Regions from separate parts of the Rattus norvegicus genome. Here region 2 is linked to region 1. The links are chromatin contacts, called in public Hi-C maps. All regions are on one chromosome and are shown on one strand. The core of a region is the stretch at or near the end of the contact, and the rest is flanking DNA. Distances in the headings are between cores, read along the strand shown. Region 1 overlaps LOC120095656 (a long non-coding RNA gene). Region 2 holds the start of Ift57 (intraflagellar transport 57).

What was found. Hi-C and Micro-C count contacts between places; a contact is called where the count stands out from the background.
Region 2: a Hi-C map of mammary epithelial cells shows a contact between it and region 1, with 3 times the contacts expected there. The contact joins the promoter of Ift57 here to the enhancer-like site in region 1. A contact is called at or near these places in 2 of 12 Hi-C or Micro-C datasets (liver and mammary epithelial cells).

Annotation. Positions count from the first base shown.
Region 1 is chr11:64,335,492-64,338,442 of GRCr8, reverse strand. The region is part of intron 1 of LOC120095656 (a long non-coding RNA gene); the gene reads left to right. Among named protein-coding and RNA genes, the nearest start is that of Cd47, 100 kb to the left of the region's middle. Within about 2 kb of position 1,507, at least 30 of the 93 cell types and tissues checked have an H3K27ac peak or open chromatin away from gene starts, as enhancers often do.
Region 2 is chr11:64,591,977-64,594,927 of GRCr8, reverse strand. Ift57 (intraflagellar transport 57) reads left to right here and starts at 1,383. Exons shown (of 11, transcript NM_001107093.1): 1 at 1,383-1,638. The coding sequence starts at 1,427.

The DNA of each region.
Region 1 (2,951 bases), core at 258-2,757:
CCTAAACTAAAATAGCCTGCAGGAACCCAGGCTTCAGCCTCGTCATTTTTTTCCAGGGAGTTCAGCACCTGTCCCAACTTCCTTTTCCTGCTTAAATACTGCCATGACTCTTCTGGCTGGCTTACCCAGGCATTGGTTTATGGCTTTGTGCCACACCATTCTTGCTAGAAGCTTGTCAGAGATGCAGACTCATACTCTACTCCAGAACTACTGGTTCTGGGTTTGCATTTTCATAATACTATGTGTATGGTTTGGCTTGGGTATGTTCAACATAGGGTTTTGTGTTCTGATTTTAGTCCAGATGCCATCATACTGGGAAGTAGTGGAGTCTAATGAGAGGAAGTTAGGTGTCCAAGATTGATGGGTATAAAAGGAATGGAAGGAAATAACACTGTTCCGTGAACACTGAGTTACATCAACTCTTGGAAAAGGTTGATGTAACAAAGCAATCCTGGCCCCTCCCCATCCTCTGGCTTTCTGTTTTACCATGCCATCTCTCCCTCTAATAAAGGAGATCTCTGTTGATACTATCACTATGATACAATGTAGCTAAGAGCATCTTCACCAGAACTAGTGGAATATCTTTTGAACTCCCAGCTCCCCACACTGTGAGTTAAATCAACCTCTCTTCTTTACAAACTACTAAGACTCAAGTGTTTTGTTATCAGAACAGGACTAAGTATAGCAGATTCATATACACATTACAGTTGTGAAACACTGCTCTGAATTTTAGAGTTGGAGAAACTGTCTCAGATCCCTCTGAGTTCACAAGTAGATGAGTCAAGAGAGGAAAAAAGAAATTCTTCTTGGGAAACTTGGATAGAGATCAAGAGAAAAGTGATTAAGAGTGATGCTGAGAATGTTAGAAGGGAAGAAAAACTTCATTTCATACATTGCACTTTTGCCAAAAAATTGCTCTGGGCACCAGCCTTTCTACTTGGAGCCAAGAGAAACATCATCCAACTGTGTAATTTGAAATAGGAACTGCTGTGTTTTTTCCAACTCTACTGGGGTGGAGGGGGCTGAGATCAGGAAGGCTGACCCAGCAAGACAGGACCTCAACTTCCCTGTTCCTGACACATTGCAGTCCCACAAACTCTGTTTTCTATTTAAGAGCTGGATTGAGGAAGAATAAACCATTTTCTCTGCTGATTTTCCCTTGATAAAATCAGTAAGTGCTAGAATGGCAGCAATCAAGACATGGTGGAGGGTGTATTCTAGCTTTGGTAGGTTAATGAGTTGGTTTCTGCTGTTGTTTGTGTGTTGGTTGATTTGTTGTTGTTGGTTTCTGCTTAGTCCTCCTGACCTAAGGCTAGAGGCATCTGGACATCTGCAGAAGGGGAGTTGGTAAGCACAGGGCTTAGCAAGAGGCTATTATTTCATTTTCAGAAGATGTGTCATCAGTAACCACGAGATCTGAAAATGAGAGTAGTCTCTTCTCTGGCTCGACATGACTCTTAACACTGTACAGCATGTGGTGCTGCTGATGGATTGCTCATCACAAAAGCTCCAGACAATGACACTGTAGTAGCAGGGACGGAACATACACAGGCGTGACTGCTGTGCCTCCTCTGACCCACACTTTGTCCTGAGATGCAATCAGTCAAGTACAGACGTGCAGTTGCACTCACATCCTGAGCTCAAACTCTACGCTGGATAAATGCCAGTGCCCAGAGGATATATCTTCGTGATCCAGGAAATCCAAGGACCACAGCCAGACACTGTGCTGAGGGGGGGGGGGCTTCCGCTTGGTCAAACACGTGAAAAAGGCAGTGCAGAGTTAGAAGGGAGTCAGGGCACAGTGTGCCACTTGCCACTCCCATAGCTCTAGAGACAGGCTGCTATTAATCACTCTGGCCATATCTATCAGGCTTCTCTCATTTGGTCACAGCTCATAGTCACAGCAGCACAGCCAGGGTCTCCTGATAAATCAGATACAGCAGTTCTATGATAAGGTTGATGCAGGTGAGTGGGGGATGGGTGTGTACTATCTTAGCTATGTATCCCTGCTGTTAAAAATGGAGCAAAGAAATATCTGCTGGTTGCCAACCGGGTTGCAGAGTTTTAATTATGCATATGTGGTCTTTCTAAAGTCTCTTTTTCCTCATCTCTCATCACGTTTTCATCTAACATACCATAGTCCTACATGGAAATTAATAATATTCCTCTTCTCAGACCAAGAGACTGAAACTCAAAGATGCTAAGAAATGTGCCAAAGACTGTATAGGTAATGATGAAGCCAGTGCAGTTTGGTCCAGAGGGAATAGAGGAAGACAGGATGGTAGCGTTAAGGTGGGAGCGAAGATGGAAAAAAAATCAAAACAAACAAACAAACAAACAAAACAAACAACGAAAAGGGAGGTGGGGTGTATTGGTTAGCTTTTGTCAGCTTGACATAAACTGGAGTCACCTGGGAAACGGTAACATGGATTGAAGAATTGTTCCCATCAAAGGCATGTCTATGGGTGTTTTCTTAATTGCTAATTCATGCGGAAGGACCCAGCCTACTATGAGTAGTGCCATCCCTAGGAAGATTGATCTGAATTGTATATGAAAAGTAGCTGTGGAAGCCATGGAAAACAAGCCAGTAAGCAGCATTCCTCCAGGGTTTCTGCATCCATTGGAATCCCTCAATGAGGGACTCTAACCTGTAAGCTGCAATAATCATTTTCCTTCCCCAAATCCATTTTGGACAGTGCTTATCACCCCACCAGAGAAGAAACCAGGATCATGAGGAACAGCCCAAGTACAGGAAGCAAACTTCCTTCACCACTGAGATTCCTAGGTTACAGCTTTGCCACATTCAGGCTGGTGACTCCATTCCAATCATCTAGCCATGGATTCTCAACTCGCAAAGTGAAGGTAGTGATCTCCAGACAGCTGCTTCGTGCTTTCCAGTATTAAAATGAAGGCAATCAATCCCCAAAGCTGGAGATGTGCAGATGGGAGAT
Region 2 (2,951 bases), core at 134-2,633, 260 kb before region 1:
TCCACTTATGCTCAGACTATCTCCCCTTACTTTATGTTCTACATCAATCAGTAGTTTTATGTGTGTCTTTTATTTGATGAATAGTGTTGTTCTTCATTCGGATACCTTTATTAGTATCAGAAACAAGGCTGATGAGGAAGATAAACTCTTCATCTTATCACAAGGGTTTTACAAATATGTTTCAGACTTTAGCTATGTCAAAAATATGATTCTTCTACAGTTTTTAGGGTGTGATACAACATGTTGATGATCCCTTGACAGGCACAGGGCTAATCCGACAAATGTTTGACCTCTTGCTTCAGAGTCATCTTAAGAAGTAGCTGGTATGGGGTTGGGGATTTAGTTCAATGGTAGAGCGCTTGCCTAGCAAGCCCAAGGCCCTGGGTTCGGTCCTCAGCTCCGGAAAAAAAAAGATTAAAAAAAAAAAAAAAGTGCCTGGCACTACTCTTCGCTTCACTTCTTACTTTTAACTGTTAGGAAAACTGCCTGATACAGCACTTTTCTTAGCACTATAAGGATAAGTCATATCCGTGGTCAGTTATGTCTCCATGTGTTTTCTAGGTCAGTACCTGCAGCTGTAATAGAAAAAATTTTCTTATCTAATGTAAGTGCTGCAAAGCAGAACTTCCTTTCCAGATACTATATTTTGTCAGATTTCATTAGTACTCAAGAATTTACATCTGCATGGGCTTGGAACAGATTATGAGGGCGATGAGCGTGTAGTATAAATCCTTTCCCAAGCCACCCTCTTCCAAGCAACCATTTTCCTAAAACTGGAGTGATTACTTACCCTTGTATCAAGTCTTATTTAGAATATACTAGTAAGCCTAGCATTATCTAATAAACAATTAAGTTAAGAAATAAACAAGCAGTCTTGTGGGTGGTATTTCTGAGGGAAAATGAACCTGAGTTCACCACAACTACGATAACTTCCCACTTTGAAAAACATAAAACAAGAATCACTGAGCAAGCATAGCCTCCAATACTCTGTTCCGCTTCGTTTCAGTCCTTTGAATTGCTACCTAGAAGATCAGATGTCGGTTCAATCAGCAGCCCTGAGCAGAATACCAGATCCTCCGCTCCTCTTGGCTGTACTGAGCACGCAGAATTAAAGAGCCTGGGCCTTTAAGACTCGCGTGAAAGTCCCCCGAAGGGGCGGGGGAATAAACGCCACGCCTACAGGGCGGAGCTACTTCCTAGGCCAGGGACCGGCATGGCGTGACGTCGTGGCGAAACCCAGCTTTGGTTGGCGAGAATTTAGAGAGGCCGGCTGAACCTAAAGGGGGCGGGGTCTAGTTGCCATGGTGACCGGCAGCCCTGCGGTCGCCTGGTAACGTTGGCGACAGGGCGGTCTGCGGGGTGCGGGCGGCGGTGGCCGCAGAGATCCTAGCCCGGGTCCAGCCCGGCCCTGTGGATCTGAGCAGCGATGGCTGCCGCGGCCGCGGTGATCCCGCCGTCGGGCTTGGACGATGGGGTGTCTCGGGCTCGCGGGGAAGGCGCTGGGGAGGCGGTGGTGGAGCGCGGGCCGGGAGCGGCCTACCACATGTTCGTGGTGATGGAAGACTTAGTGGAGAAGCTGAAGCTGCTCCGCTACGAGGAGGAGCTACTCCGAAAGAGCAATCTGAAGCCCCCGTCCAGGTGCGTGCTGTGCCCCAGCGCCGGGTGCTGGCTGGGCCCCAGGGGGACGCCCCCTCCTACGTGAGGCGCAGACCCCACGCGGGGATCCGCACGTCCAGTCCTCTGTCTTCTTTGCTCTGGAAGGGAACTTCTGCACCGAGGAAGGTGGAGTTTTTCAGACCTGATCATTTTGTGGAGAAAGTAAACAAGTTTTGAAATGGCAGGGAGGCCTGGGGAAGATAGCCTGTTTATTCTTTGAAACAGACACGCACCGTCTACCAAGCACAAATCTTGTTTTAAGTGTAATAAAATACCCACAGTTGAAAGGGAAAAAAAAAAAACGATCTCTAGAGATGAGTGGCCTTATCATTTACATCTCTTTCTAGTTTTTGTTTTCCTTCGCTAGACTTCCTAAACTGACAACTGTGATTACTTAGGACCGTGTTGAGGAGCACTTTTTATGTAGTACGTAAACTTGTGGGCTAATTACTATGGTTCAAAGGACTTAATACTTTTGCAATAATACTCTTAGAAACCGGAGAGTGGAGAAGGCAAAAGAAACAATAAGTGTTGGAATGGCCCTCATTATAGGGCCTAAAGTTTCGTGCTTGCCGTGGTGGGAAAAGTTTGAAATATCCTGAAGGCAGTGCCATTAGTTGCCAAGAGTGATAGACAAAACTCCCACAGGTAATCATGGTAGCTTAGTGATAACTGTTTTATTGCTTTTCCTTCACTTTAAAACTTGTATTTGTTTTATTCTGAAAGAAGAAATAAAAAAGAACTAACATACTTTCTTTTACCATCTCTGGGTAGGCTCATATAATTTCTCTTGGCAGTTTTGAGCTCTTACCCTCTTCCAGACACATTTGGAAGGATTCTTGGGCTTTTATACAAACTGTCCACAATGCCAAATTAGTCTGTAAGGGAGAAAAATTACCATCTTGATCCTGATCTACAATAGAAGTTTTAGGATTGGGATTATTATTTAAAAATGAGTTGGTCATAATAGCATAGATGGCCAACATTTTCGGTGTTGATAAAAATGTTGTTTTTCAAATGTATTTGTCGAACAAAGGGAAAATAGCCTTACACTTCTATTAATACCTTGCTGTACTGAAACTCTAAGCTTGAGCAAGATACTTTGTACCATGCATTTGTGTGGAGACATTCTAACCAGGAGTTCAAAGTGTCACTATCAGACCAAAAAGTCAGCATCACCTGGGAATACAGACAGAAGTTTCCAAGGCTCTTGTCCAGATCTGCCTTTTCAGAACTTCTGGAGGCAAACTATCTGAGTTTTCAATCCCTCTGGGTGATTCTGATGGACCTTCATG